Linked DNA regions of Sus scrofa: regions 1, 3 and 4 are each linked to region 2. A link is a contact called in public targeted proximity ligation data. All regions are on one chromosome and are shown on one strand. The core of a region is the stretch at or near the end of the contact, and the rest is flanking DNA. Distances in the headings are between cores, read along the strand shown. Region 1 holds the start of BHLHE41 (class E basic helix-loop-helix protein 41). Region 2 overlaps ITPR2 (inositol 1,4,5-trisphosphate receptor type 2). Region 3 overlaps ITPR2 (inositol 1,4,5-trisphosphate receptor type 2). Region 4 overlaps ITPR2 (inositol 1,4,5-trisphosphate receptor type 2).

What was found.
Region 1: a targeted proximity ligation map of alveolar macrophages shows a contact between it and region 2, with 6 times the contacts expected there. A contact is called at or near these places in 1 of 5 promoter capture datasets (liver), 5 of 47 Hi-C or Micro-C datasets (blood, embryonic fibroblasts, fibroblasts and 1 more) and 2 of 2 datasets of targeted methods (alveolar macrophages and skeletal muscle).
Region 3: a contact with region 2 is called in a targeted proximity ligation map of alveolar macrophages. A contact is called at or near these places in 1 of 47 Hi-C or Micro-C datasets (skeletal muscle) and 1 of 2 datasets of targeted methods (alveolar macrophages).
Region 4: a contact with region 2 is called in a targeted proximity ligation map of alveolar macrophages. A contact is called at or near these places in 4 of 47 Hi-C or Micro-C datasets (alveolar macrophages, brain and embryonic fibroblasts) and 1 of 2 datasets of targeted methods (alveolar macrophages).

The regions. Positions count from the first base shown.
Region 1 is chr5:47,686,186-47,689,749 of Sscrofa11.1, reverse strand. BHLHE41 (class E basic helix-loop-helix protein 41) reads right to left here and starts at 2,088. Exons shown (of 5, transcript XM_003355541.4): 1 at 1,389-2,088; 2 at 1,181-1,244; 3 at 745-852; 4 at 311-422. The coding sequence starts at 1,450.
Region 2 is chr5:47,460,241-47,463,947 of Sscrofa11.1, reverse strand. ITPR2 (inositol 1,4,5-trisphosphate receptor type 2) reads right to left here. Exons shown (of 58, transcript XM_021092920.1): 57 at 1,708-1,869; 58 at 1-992. The coding sequence ends at 906. Among named protein-coding and RNA genes, the nearest start is that of SSPN, 150 kb to the left of the region's middle.
Region 3 is chr5:47,322,473-47,325,984 of Sscrofa11.1, reverse strand. The region is part of intron 46 of ITPR2 (inositol 1,4,5-trisphosphate receptor type 2); the gene reads right to left. Among named protein-coding and RNA genes, the nearest start is that of SSPN, 290 kb to the left of the region's middle.
Region 4 is chr5:47,260,281-47,263,676 of Sscrofa11.1, reverse strand. The region is part of intron 38 of ITPR2 (inositol 1,4,5-trisphosphate receptor type 2); the gene reads right to left. Among named protein-coding and RNA genes, the nearest start is that of ITPR2, 330 kb to the right of the region's middle.

The DNA of each region.
Region 1 (3,564 bases), core at 839-3,338, 230 kb before region 2:
AGGAGTGCGGGGTGGCGGGGGTGAGGAGCAGGGGGGCGCTCTACTTGCAGCTGAAAAACCAAAGTGGAGAGGGCGCAATCGCCACTTTAAATAAAAATCTGATTCCTGCGAGTTCTAATGAAAGCCTCTAGGATGCTTTCGGGAAGTGGGTACTTTCCAGTGAAGGGAAAGTATAAGCAATTTAACAAAAGAGAGTGAACCCGTGGGGCCAAGAAGGAGGTGAGGTGGGGATGGGGAAAGAGTCCTAACATTGCTTCTCTGTGGGCTGCCCGGTCTATCAGGGTGGGTTTGCCTCCCTGAACTGACTTACCATTCTGTAAAGCAATTATCTTCTGATGCTGCTGCTCTGTTAAGGCTGTTAAAGCTTTTAAGTGTTTCAAAGTCAATTCCAATACTACCGCTTTCTCCAGATGCCCCAGAGTCTGCAGTGGTGCAAAAGAGACGGGGGCACTTGGTTACTTAAAAACACATTTGGCATGACTGGCTTTCCATTCAGCTCAGCAACTTAAGCAAGCACTTTGAAAGAAGTACCATTCCTATACTTCTTGAGCTTCAACAATACAGGTTATAAATGATTAAGAAATCAGTTGTGAACACCTACTCTTGAGTTTGCAGGAAACTCTCCACTATAGCACAAGTTGTAAGGCATGTGATATTTACATTTTATTCTTATAACCCTGGGACTAGTACCAGGCTATTAACACACCCTTGGAGAGCAGCAAAGAATAAAAATGTGCATCTTACTGTCAACTTTAGATGTTCAGGCAGTAAGTCTTTCAGCTGAGCAATGCATTCATTAATTCGGTCTCTTCTTTTCTTTTCTATTAATCTGTGCGGTAATTTGTAGGTATCCTTAATACATGAGAGTCATGGAAGAGAGAAAACAATAAACTAAACATTCATTCACTGGATTTAACAATACCCTGCCATCCTCCCCCCAAAACATACTATGTGAGAAACTATGCCCAAGAAACCTCTTTCCTCTGGACTGTTCTGAAATGCAATTTAAATTCAGGTATGATGTTTAAACTCCCCCTGAGAGTATCCAGCAAACCACTTAAAATTCAGTTGGGGAAGCTCAAGATCTGTAATATATTTGCGGGCAGACTTCCCTGTTAAATCAATGGCCCTAATTAACTATCCAGGCAGGTTAAGAGGAACGTCGGAAACTTACACTTACCTTGCTATCGTCTCGCTTCATGCTCCTTTTGGGCTTACACATATACAAAGAGGAATAATCCAGTCTGCAAAATAGAAATCAGCATCAGGAACCCATTCCGAGAGGGGCTCTGCCCTCCCCGCTCCATACCACTTTCTGGAGAAGAAAAAAAAAAAAAAAAATCAAACTGAAGCCTAGACAGATATTCGCAAGGGTGCGTGCACCTTACCCTATAAAATCTCTATGTTCCAGTAACTGTCTTTCTTGCAAATGAGGAATTCCTTCGTCCATGTTCAATCGCTGTCCGTTTCCTCTGTTTCGATTTTTGGGGTTCTGTTCTATAATCTGTGGGACGGTAGCCCTGGGAGATCCTGGGGGGAATCTGTACGTCTCCAGTCTCTCTCTCTCTCTCCCTCTTCAGTGCAGTGTTGAAAGTGTGAAGCAGTTGGTCCCCCCCTCCCTCCGCGCTCGCTCTCTCGCACACACACGCACACACACGCACGCACACTCGCGCTGGCTCCACTGCGCTGGTAGTTTGCTCTCACTCCGGGCAGTGTTTGGCCACAGGGCACGCGCGTCGCCGGCCAGACCAGCACCCAGCTCACGTGCGGAACGTACCATCCGCGGTCCAGCCCGGAGGGGGGCGGGGGAGGAGGGGCCGGGCCAGGAGGGGGCGTCGGGAGAAGGCTGCTAGGGAAGGCGGACGGCGGGAGGGGGCGGGGACACCTGATCAGGGCCACCGGAAAGGAAAAACAACTTCAGCCAGGCTATTAAGCTTCCCCAAGGCAGCGCAGTCAGCTGGGGGAGTGGGAGGGGGCGCCCGGGGGTGCGGGGCAGCTTGGGCTTCCTCCGCTGGGAAGTGCGACTCCTTCAATCCGTCTGTCCTTACGGATAGGAACGTGAACGTGGCTTTTTACTTTTCCACAGACTGTGCTGTTGGTTTGGACCAGAGAAAGGAAAGAGAAAGAGAATTCGCGATGGGTCAACTTCAGTCCCGAAGGACAATTTGGAGACTTGTTTGCTTACGCTCAGTGGCCTGGGGGGACCCCTAGACCTGATTGGAGGTTGCCCCCAAAAGGGACAACATGAAATCTGCTCCCCGAGAGATTTAAGATAAGTGAAAATGTAGCCACTGGGTCAGAATGTCGCAATCCAAGTGTCTTTCTGCCCCACAGTGTCCAAACTTCCCGCAGCAGCCGGAATTGCGGTGCCACTAATCACAGCCACAGATGACGACGTTTGGGTTCTCAGGAGCTCCCTCAGGAACGCGGCGGGGAGGGAGGGGAATAGGATGGGGTGGCAAGAGAGGGGCTCCCGCGAAAAAGCAATGCAGCATTACCAATCGCCCGCTAAGCCCCGCCGCCCCTCTGCGCCTCGGGTGGCGCTGCGCACTTTCCCCGCCCCTCCCCCTTCGTGTGATAAGAGACGCCGGGAGTGTGCAGAGCCCACGTTTACTACCGCTGGTACCTCCAAAGCCTCCCTCCTTAATCCTGTCTCAAACGGGTACCAGCACAGGGCCAGCAACGTGATCCGACCTGCCGCTGCTGCCACATCACTGCACGGGGAACCCGCGCGCGCGTGTGCGCGTGCGCGCGCTTGCCCTGCAGCCTCGGTGCCCCGCTCGGGGAAAGCACAGGCCACCTCGAACCGGGCTACCTTTCCCCAGAGCCATCCCCGGAGCATGACTCACTGCTAGTGAGAGTTACCGGGAGGTGCCCGCAGTTGCGCACTGCCCCTGGTGCCTGGCGCAGCGGGCCGCAAGGGACATCGGAGACCGAGGGAAAGCGCGTCCTGCGGGATTCCCAGGTCTCCGGGCCCATTGCCCCCACTGGGTCTGCCAGGAGGGGATAGGGAGAATATATATTAATCTCTCTCCTATCTATCTATCTATCTATCTATCTATCTATCTATCTATCTATCTATCTATCTATCTATCTATCTATCTATCTACATAGATATCAAACCAAAAGTCTTTCCTGCCTGCATTCTCCTGGGTGATCCCCGAAATAGTCATTACTGCCACTGGCACGTGAACCAAGGCGAGAAGTACGCCGAATGCACGCGAACCCGGGCGCAGCAGGGACTTGGGGCCGTCGCTACGTGTCCCCCGGCCCGCCCCGCCGAGCGCGGGTTCCGGGGACGGATCTGGGTCGCGGGAAGCGGCGGCTGGAAGGAGGTCACGTGTCTGCGGGAGTCGTGCCTCTTCCCCGCCTCCAGGAGCCGCCGGGGCCGCGGCCGCGCTGCTGCAGTCTCCCGAGTCCTGGGCGGAGACGCGCGGCGTCTGGCTTCGTGACTCCGGCGGCGGCGGCGGCGGCCCAAGCTCACCCCAGCGTGAGGAGACGCTCGCGGTCTGTCCTCTCAGAGGGCCGTTTAAGGTCCCTCGACTTTCTCCAATGGGGAGACGT
Region 2 (3,707 bases), core at 413-2,912:
TTTACTCTATATTTACAGACGGCAATGCCACCATCATAAGTTTCTCTATATTTGCTGTCACCTTTAAGCATTTTCATTTATTAATCTCAATGTATTTTAATAGCATACATATGTTCTCAAAAAATTCTTCCCCGGGGCTTCCTGTCAGCTTTTCCTTACCTAAATCTTTAAAAAATCTTAGCCTCTACATGACTGAAAGCATGTTTTTAACAAGTTATTTGAAAACCTCTAGCTGTGCTCCATAGAGACAGGGCCCCTCTGAATCTGGAGAAGGCAATCACATTCCAGTTGTGTGGTCAGCCCTCGGGGCTAAACTCCAAAGCACTCGTTCCTTAGAGCCGTAAATCCACCGTGTTGCACGTTATAAATAAGGAAATTGCCCCATGACAGCTACGGTTTGGAAGCATTAACACTTTTTTTTAATGTTTAATCTTTTCAGTTATCTTTCTTAGAAAAACTTAGCCACCAAAATATGACTTCCTATATCTCTGACCTATAGGCCATAATTAACAGGAAGAAATTCCAACCAACCATGACAAAGGTTGCAGTCAGCATTTAAGACACAAACGGACTCTTATCGATTGAGCAAAAGGTGGTTCTCTCCACCCTGCACCTCCTCCCACCCCGCCTCCCCCCACCCTCTCTGTCCCTTGGAGCAAGCGACTTCACTTTGCAATAGAAATGCAAGATGTGTGCTTTCTAGCGGCTGCGTTTTAAGTTTGGCCTTCTCAACCATGAAAACACAGTTATAAATTGTTCTCGGAGCGAAACCACTCCACATCTTGGCACTTGGTTGTTTTCAACTTTTCAACAATAGGCACTGTTCACTCCCCTCCGTCTCAGTTCTTTATTCAGGGATCAGGCAGGACACTGATGAAAGGCTAGTCACGGCTTCCCCCATGGTATCAGTGTGGTGGCATGTGATGGTTCACATGGGGTGTGTTTGATCCGAGAAAGCCCAGTCTCTGCTTATTCTTCCTTTGTTCTGTCATCTGGGGAAAAAGAGACAGTGTGTTAAGCTGCTTTTCTCGCTCTTTCCCAGTGCGGGGCGGGGGGGCGGGGGGCACGTGGTGTTAGGTGAATATTTCCCGTGCACCTCCCGCCTGACCGGCATCATATAGAATATATTTATCAAAAAGGGGAAATATTTTTCCAAGTGAATTTCCACAGACAGAGAAGCAGAGCAACATCTGTGGTTAAGAAACAGGAACCGCGGTTCTTTTAAAGCAGCCCGTGCTTGTCACATCATCACCGGCCCTTTAGTCATTTTAACAGCTACCACAGTTACTTTTGCTATTCTTTTTACTCATGCTAACAATTGTGCACCATGAAGGGGTTGATGGGAGCATCAAAATGACAGGTACTAATGATGATCTGCCTTTCGGATGAATTTAATCATGGCTATGATTGCAGAAAATAGGAGTTTTCGATCAGAAAAGGTCCTTGCCTTTTGGCACTGAGTCCTTCCTTCCCCCTTCTGTAGAAGTGTCACGCAAGAGAGATGGGGAGGTGTGATAAGCAGAACGGCCTCTGCATTGCCAAGATGTGGCTCTTACAACACGACCTGAGGTTTCTTTATTGGAATTTACAACCCTCCGTGGATACCAATCTCTAACAAGCTCAGGAGTCTCCAGCCTCACCTCACTCAGGGTGGTGAATGATTTCACCCTCCCCAGACCCAGGGCCATCTCCCTGGAGAGCACTCACCTGCTCCTTTAGCTCCGCCAGCTGACCGGACAGCTGCTTGACCAGACTCATAGTGGATTCCAACTTCTCCTGCAGGTTCCGAATCTCATTTTGCTCGCTGTCACCTTCGTTGCTAACAAGGGACATGGCTCGCATCCGAGGAAACCAGTCCAAATTCTTCTCCTAAAAGCAAATAAACGTGCAAGAACAAAGGAATAAATATGGAAGGGAGCCTGAAGTTCTGTAAAGAATGTTTACAGGTGTGTTATTATGAACGTTTAAATCAAAGGTTCAGCGCACAGGAGGCCAAAAGTACTCTTTCTGGCCGGAGGTGGGGAGAGGTTGAGGGTGGGGATGAAGTAGGGGTTAGGCACTGGTCTTTGTGAGCTGAGGGAAGATTTTAAATATGGGAACAAACTTCCTCTGGGCTCCCAGCAAGATCCTGAAAAAAGTATTTAGAACAGTGACCTGAACCCTGATCCCTGGGGGCGAATCTTGGTGAAGGATGAGGTAGGGTCTGGAGGCTGAGGAGACCAGATCTGAGTGTGCGCAGGTACAGTGAAGACATGAGCTGTTTCTCCTCCCCACTCCCCACCCCCGCCCTGGCGCAGAAGAGAAAGGGTGGCAGAAGAGGAGGGTGGTAAGAGACATGTTTCAGTTCCAGCCACCCACGCCAGTTTACCTCCCACTTCCCCAAGACAAGCTCTGAGCTCGACTCAGGGAAGAGGGAAGTGGGAGGGCATGGCCCTCCCTAGGTTACCCTGTCTGCTCCCTTTGGAAACACTTTATTACGGCCCGGATGAGGGTTTAGAGAGAGACTTCCCCTGAGGGCAATAGGTGGTGCCACTTCCGTATTTCCAGGCAGGCTGAGTGTAGGGGTGTGTGTGTGTGTGGTGTGTGTTTGTCCTTTCCATTATGGTAAAGACAGACGGTTAACCAGACACCCATCTCTCGCAGTCTTTTTTTTTGGCAACCCCCAGGGCACGTGGAAGTTCCCAGGCCAGGGATTGAACCCGTGCCACAGCAGCAACCCAAGCCATTGCAGTGACAAATGCTGGATCCTTAACCTGCTGTGCCGCAAGGGAACTCTAGACACCCAACTCTCTTGAAAACTGATTGCCTAACGTCATAGAATCATTGTAAGTTACTTATATTCCATCTTTCAAGCCTCAAAAAAGCTTGCAAGGTAAATCATTGTCCCCATTTCACAGAGGAGGAATCAAGGGGCCCCAACAGTTTAATGACCCTCATCACGAGCTAGGAAATGGCAGAGCCAGGATTTGAAGGCAGGGAAGCTTTCCGTCACTGATTGAGTATGTCAGTCTGTAGCTCTATTTACCTATTTCTTTTTTTTTTTTTTTTTTTTTTTTGGCCAGCCCCATGGCATGTGGAAATTCCCGGTCCAGTGACTGAACCCTCACACCAGTGACCTGAGACACGGCAGTAACAATGCTAGATCCTTAACCTGCAGTACCACCAGGGAACTCCCTTTAAGGCACCTCCTTTCAATATCCTTAGCAGTGACCTTCCTGATTAAGATTCTTTCCACTTCAGAAAAGCCCACTGCAGTGACTACAAAGACTTTCGCCTAGCAGACTTCTAGAACGAGAGTCAGCAGAGTGCTTTCCCTAAGGGGGAAGGGGAAAGACCCAACTTATGTATTGATGCACTTCTGTCTAAACCTCATCTGGCCCTTGGGTTGGTTTTTTTTTTTTTTTTTGGTAGCTATTGTTAGAGAATAACACATTCTTTGTAGTTCCCCACCCCCAACAGCAGTGAAAAGGGCTGATAAAGAATTAAGGATAAAACAGATAGAAGAGTTTTAAACCCATTTAAATAGCTGTAGCGAATTAGCATTTCAAAGGAGGATGGTAACTTATTCTGAAGTGCAGTGACAGCCAGATTCATTCATTCAATCAATCCTTCCACATCTATTACCAGGTATTTAGAGAGGAAAATCAAATAAGACAAAAATGTCTGTTCTCAAGGAGCCTGTGGCTTAGGACAGCCCTTCATAAAAG
Region 3 (3,512 bases), core at 670-3,169, 140 kb after region 2:
AAGCTTTTTTTAAATGGTTATAGTTTTAGGATTCAGTAGGATGACAACTATCACATTGTGAAAAAACAATTTTATAATATGCATCAAGGAACATAAAATAGTTACTACCCTGTGACCTAGTAATTAAACTTCCTGGAATTTATCCTAGGGAAATAGTCAGTGTAGCAGAGAAAGATTAATGTTGAAGAGGTTAATCATAGCATAATTTATAATATCAAAAACATTAGAAACCTAAATGTCTAACAATAAGGAGTGATTAAATAAATTATGGTATATTCAAATGATGAACGATTATGCAGCCATTAAAACTGCATTTCCAAAGGCTATGTAATGACATGGGGAAGTGTGATGAAACATTTTAAAGCCTATATTTAAAAAACAATTTCCTATATCCAATTAAAGTGATCCATTCTTTCTTGGTTTAAGAGTCAGGAGTTATTTTTGCTTTCCATGGGCTTGCTATCTTAATACGTCTCCGCATCCTGCAAAAGCACATAACATTTCTCTACATACTTCTTAATCCTAGTAGGTATTGAAATAAAAGGGCCTCACATGTTCATTGCAGTATTATTCACAATAGCCAAGATACAGAAACAATGTAAATGTTTGTCCATGGATGAATGGATAAAGGAGATGTGGTATAGATATACTATGGAATCTTAATCAGACATAAGAAAGAAGGAGATCCTTTTGTTTGCAACAACCTGGATGAATGTTGTAGGTTCAGGATGAACCTAAATGAAATAACTCAGAGAGAAAAAGACAATGCCATATGTACCACTTCTATGGGGAATCTAAAAATGATGAACTCGGAGAACCAGAGAGTAGAATGGTGGTTACCAGGGCTTGGGAGGTGGCGGAAAGAGGGAGATATGAGGTCAACGGGTATAAACTTCCAGTTGTAAGATTAACAAATTATCAGGATCTAATGTACAGCTCAGTGACCTTAACTAATGAAATTGTACCATAGGCATGGATGTTACTAAGAGAGTAGATTTTAAATGTTCTCATTGCAAAAGGAAAATGGCAATTATGTGACTGGATTGGAGAGCTAGCTAAGACTATGCTGCCAATCATTTTGTAACATATAAATGTATCAAATAGACATGTTGTACACCTTATACAATATTATGTGTTGATCAAATCTCAATGAAACTGGGGAAGAAAACGAAATGGAATGAAATGAAGAGTCTCAGAAAAATAGAAAATGTTACATGGAATCAAAGAAACAATCGAGTTTCACATAAGTTAAATTGATCCAAAGTACTGAACAATGTTCTAGACTGTCTGCAGAAAGACAGGAATAAAGAGGAGAAGGAAAGTGAAGAAAGCAGAATATAAAAGAGCAAAACTGGAGCAGGGAGAGGAGGTAGAGATGAATGAGAAGAGCATGTGAGACAGAAAGTCTAAAAGGACACATAGCTGCACTGTAAGAAAATGCTCTGCACGACTCTATGCTATTTGAACTTAAGAAATTCCCTTTTTCATGCATTTATAGGTCTATGTAGATCAGACAAGACACTTACAAGAAGCATTATTTGTTTCTTGTAACATCAACCACAGGAAAGGCCAAAAAAGATGTCACGGTGGAAAAAGCAGAACTACCTCCCTACCATGAAAAGAATAACAACAAAAATTGAAAGTCTGAGGGCACCAAAATAAACTGTCTGTACAAAAGATGATAATAGTAAAACAAGGAGGAAGCTGAAGCTCAGTTTTGGAATTACTGAACTGTGCAAAGGCAGAAACCAGTCTGCGTGGTCATCATCATGCGGGAGCCAAACGATTCCACATCGACAACAAAAACAGCAAAATCTGGGTGCAAGCCAGCCCTCGGCACATAGCTACACAACTACTTGGGAAGCAGCGCTTACAACCAGTCTCTGGCATCTGTGCCTCAGTGTGGGAGCTGTCTGGACAACTGGTTCATAGGGAACTCAGCAACCACCGTCGGCCTCCTAAGAAACAAATACCGTATCCAGGACTAGAAAAAGTCAAAGGAGTCACTTGTGGAAAGATCAAAGGGCACAGTGGGCGTGCTTCTGAGTGAAAACTGAATTTTTCATGAAAATTGATGGGGAGGAGCTGCCCCACAGAAAAGACATTTATAAAGCGGCAAGGGAACAACTTCTGGTGTCACGCAAGGAAATGAGCAGACAGTTGCTTAACTCCACTGCTGGTTACAAACACTATTTCACCATTCCCATCCCCTCTTTGAGTTCTTCCAAGGGACTCTTACCACCTCTCATTTCATAGTTACACTCTTACAACTTCAGCACAAGGCATGAAGTGTTCAGCAATTCAGACTCTTCCTCCCCTCACTCAGATTGACATTCTCCCTCTCCCTGAAGTCTGGCTTTAAATTCCTCTGTGTTGTACCATCCCAGCTCTGCAGACTATTGCTTTCCCAACATTTTGGTTCTGGGAAATTCAGAAACCTCTATATATCCATTCAAGCCATATTCACATCTATTGTTTTCTCTCTTCTTTTCCATACGTTGTTTTTATTTTTTTATTTTTTTTGTCTTTTTGTTGTTGTTGTTGCTGTTGTTGTTGTTGTTGTTGTTGCTATTTCTTGGGCCGCTCCCGCGGCATATGGAGGTTCCCAGGCTAGGGGTTGAATCGGAGCCGTAGCCACCGGCCTACGCCAGAGCCACAGCAACGCGGGATCCGAGCCACGTCTGCAACCTACACCACAGCTCACGGCAACGCCGGATCGTTAACCCACTGAGCAAGGGCAGGGACCAAACCCGCAACCTCATGGTTCCTAGTCGGATTCGTTAACCACTGAGCCACGACGGGAACTCCCATACGTTGTTTTTAACCCCGTGTTACCTTTTTAACTTCTGAATTCCCACTCCTTGGACAATTCTACCATCATCTTCAATCTAATCTGTTCTCTCGAAGCACTCCCAGAAACTCAGATCCATGAGGATCACTGACCTTATGTCTTCATTTTTAATTTCTTTCATAGTTTAAATTCTTAATTTTCAATCTAGGGCTAGCTCTTGCATTCTTCATCCTTATTCTCCATTCTTCTCAACATTCATGTTAGCTTTTTTAGAAAATTTGTATTTATTCTCACACTTAATCTGCTTAAAACTGAACTGACTTAACCAACATATTTTCTTGACTTTGACATTTTTTTTTCCTTTAACGGCCTTTCACATACCTGAGACATTTGGAAGTTCCTGGGCCAGAGGTCAAATCATAGCTGCAGATGCTGTCCTACGCCACCGCCATGGCAATACCAGATCCGAGCAGCATCTGTAACCTATGCCTCAGCTTGTGACAACACTGGATCCTTAACCCACTGAGTGAGGCCAGGGATCGAACCCACATCCTCAGAGAGACAACGTTGGGTTCTTAACCCGCTGAACCACATGGGGAATCCTTGACTTTGACATTTTTATTGTTACTCACATTATAACTGGTAACATAAGACTGCATTTTTAAATGTCTTCTTGGAGTTCCCCAGTGGTACAGTGGGTTAAGGATCCGGTATTGTCACT
Region 4 (3,396 bases), core at 622-3,121, 200 kb after region 2:
TACCAGCTCTTATCTTACATTTGAAATACCTGGGAAGCTATTTTAAAATGAAAGAATCCCTGGCCTTCACTCTAGACATAATAAAATAGAATTTCCTTTAAATATGGGCCAGCCTGGCACCAGTCTTTGAAACAACATTTGGGAACCACTAACATAGTGGGATAAAAATGCTTATGGTCTGTTTTGGATGCCCTATCCTGTCACTTCCTTGCGGCGTGGCCCTGGGGAGCTCATTGTACCTCTCTACACATCAGTTTTCCCTTTGGTTAATAAAAATACTAGTAATAATACCTACTGCACATAGTTAGAAAAGTTAAAACAATGTGAAATACCTATGTATGCTAAATCTCACAAAATTCAGATAATCTATCAAAACGAAAAATTGTTAAAATCTGGGTTTTACTATGACTTTTTAGAAAACAACCTACTTGTGAATATCCACTTGCACTAAAGTCAGGATATATGGTTACACTGGACGAATTCGTGTCCTAAGGTTTTCAAAGGATAAGAGAGAAATAAAATCCTTTTTCAATAGGGAAAAAGCCACTAGAGTGGTGGTTTTGCTATAGTTCAAGACTACCTTACCTAAAATCAGAAAGGAATGGGACTACTAATCTGTTAATATATAAAATAGAAGTGCTCTGCATAGCATTTCGAGCTTTTGGTTTCAACTGAGTGTCCTAAACAATTCTTTTTTTGTTTTTTGGTTTTTTTTAGGGCTGCACCTGCAGCATATGGAGGTTCCCAGGCTAGGGGTTGAATCAGAGCTGTAGCTGCCTGCCTACACCACAGCCACAGCAACGGAGGATCCAAGCCACATCTGCAACCTACACCACAGCTCGCACCAACACCGGATGTTTAACCCACTGAGCAAGGCCAGGGGTCGAACCCACATCCTCATGGATGCTAGTTGGGTTCTTTACGGCTGAGCCACAGTGGGAACTCTCCTAATGAATATTAATTTCTCACTAGGGCTTTCGGTTGAAACCTCAAGTCCTATTTGGAAAATGGGAGTATGAGGAGCTGGGAAAGTCAAGCTCACATCATTGATTTTGGTAGCTTCCCAGTGGCTCTTTAAGCCCTTAGTATGCAAACAACCTCAATTTCATTCCAAGGTCTCAGTTTCTCAACATTTACTATTACCTTGCCTCCTCCATCCCAGATCTTCCTTTGTGAAAAGATATTAAAAAGTTCATTCAAACAATGTGGGGTTAATTTCTGATGGTGCCCAATTCTGTAAGTTGATTAGCTACAACTTCACAAAGAGAGTAAACTCAAATACAAAAAGGCCACTGAACTCACAATTTAAAAGTCTTTCTAACAAAAGTTTCTTCTCCGCCCACCAAATCATCATTCTATGAATTTCTTTATTTTCATTCATAGGTCATGGCACTAAAAAAAACCAAAAACAACAACAAAAAAAACCCCACACAGGCAGCCTTTAAGCCAATCCCCCCACACAATGGCAACATCTCTTTTTTAAAAAAGAAACGTTATTCCTAAGTGACTGTAAGAAAATATTTTTTTTCTAGTCGTAAGGGATGGGTCCCTCTCCCCATTATTTAGTCAGGTTACATAATGCTTAAATTCTGCTCCTCTGTTGCAGGATGATGTATATATAATGCAAATATCCTTGCTGGAATTATAACGGCAATTTCTCAATTTATGTGGGGCTAATCAACCCATTTGCTTTCTAGTGTAGAGCAGTAAAAGCTTATCTCATGCAGACTCACGGATCATTCAAAGCAATCTAATTGAATTTCAGGGCCAAGAGCATTGCACAACACGTGATGTGTCTCCAGTGGAGCACAGTGCCAGACACTGCAGGCGTTACATAATCCCATGCTGTCGTTGGCAGAGGACGCCTTCTTAGCCGCCTCGTGGCTTGGCAGTCCGTGTCTCCTCCAATCATGCCCTGCAGCTTTAATCTGCACAGGCTGTTCACATGGACAGTCACATGTTTTAAGCCTTTCACAGCAGCGAATAAAACAGGGACCATTTCCCTACTGGTAGAAACAGTTCCTTTAAAACCAGTCACACAGCATACAAGATTCTATCAGGATAGAAAACACGTATAACACTGCAGCTTCTAAGCAAGCAAGAGAGAAAGCAAACAGCAAATATTTCACCTTTCCAATAATGAAACGGGAAGAAAAATAATAAGGGCAATGTGTGAAATAATAATAGTCTCTGCCCATGGTTTCTGCTGATCTTTGGTCTTTGACCTTGGTTCCTGACAAGAAGCTCCTCAAATCCTTCTAATTCCCTGAATAATAGGAGTGTCTGACACAGAGCTCTTAAATCCCTTGGAACTTCCTGAGTGATGGCAGCATCTTTGGTTCTAAATGAGGCAACTCTTGGCAGGCACCTGATTGGCTCACCAGAAAGACCAAATCACACTTAGAAGTCTGGAACTTTCAGCCCCCACCCCCATTCCCCAGAGAGGGGAGAAGGCTGGAAACAGAGTTAACAATCAATCATGCCTACAGGATGAAGTTTCCATAAAAAGCCCTAGAGGACTGTGTGGGCTGGTGAATGCATGGAGGTGTTGGGGAGGGTGGCACGCCAGGAGAGGGCGTGGAAGGGCCACACCCCTTCTCATATGCTTGTCCCATGCATCTCTTCCATGTGGCTACTCCTGAGTTGTACCCTTTCATAATACACTTGTAATTTAGTAAGGAAACTGTTTTTCCTGAGTTTTGTGAGCCACTCTAGCAAATTATCCGTCCTGAGGAGGAGGTCATGGGAACCTTGGATGTATAGCCAGTCAGAGAGAACACAGGTAGAAACCTGAACTTGCTTTGGCATCTGAAGGAGGGAGGCAGCCTTTAGAACTGACCCCTTAACTGTGGGATCTGATACTAACACTAGGTAGGAAGTGTCAGAATTGAGTTATTTGTAAGACCACCAGCTGGTGGTGGAAAACTGGTCAATGCGAGAGGAAACTTAGACACTTGGTGGCCAGAAATAAAGTATGAGAGTAAAGGAAAATATAGTCAGCCCTTATCTGTTATCCCCGCCTCGAAGAATTCAACCAACCAAAGATCAAAAAGCAAAATAAGGTTACCAAAGGCTGGCAACTATTTACATAGCATTTACATCATATTCACATCTATCTATACAAAGTATAACCAACTGTCAAACATAAGCTGGTTATTCCTGAAAATGACCTATAGGGTCTTCTATAAATTCCCAGCCTTATATACTCATCATTTTATTTCCAAGGATTGATTAGAATATGGGCAACTTAAAAATACTAAGTATTTCAAGTAATATTATTGGATTACTAATAATTGAGCTATTGTATAAACCTAGACATTTAACCCTTGCCTTCTTTCCATTTTATTGCTGATGGTGTGCACTAATGTTAAAAAAAATTCTAAAACTGAAAATGAA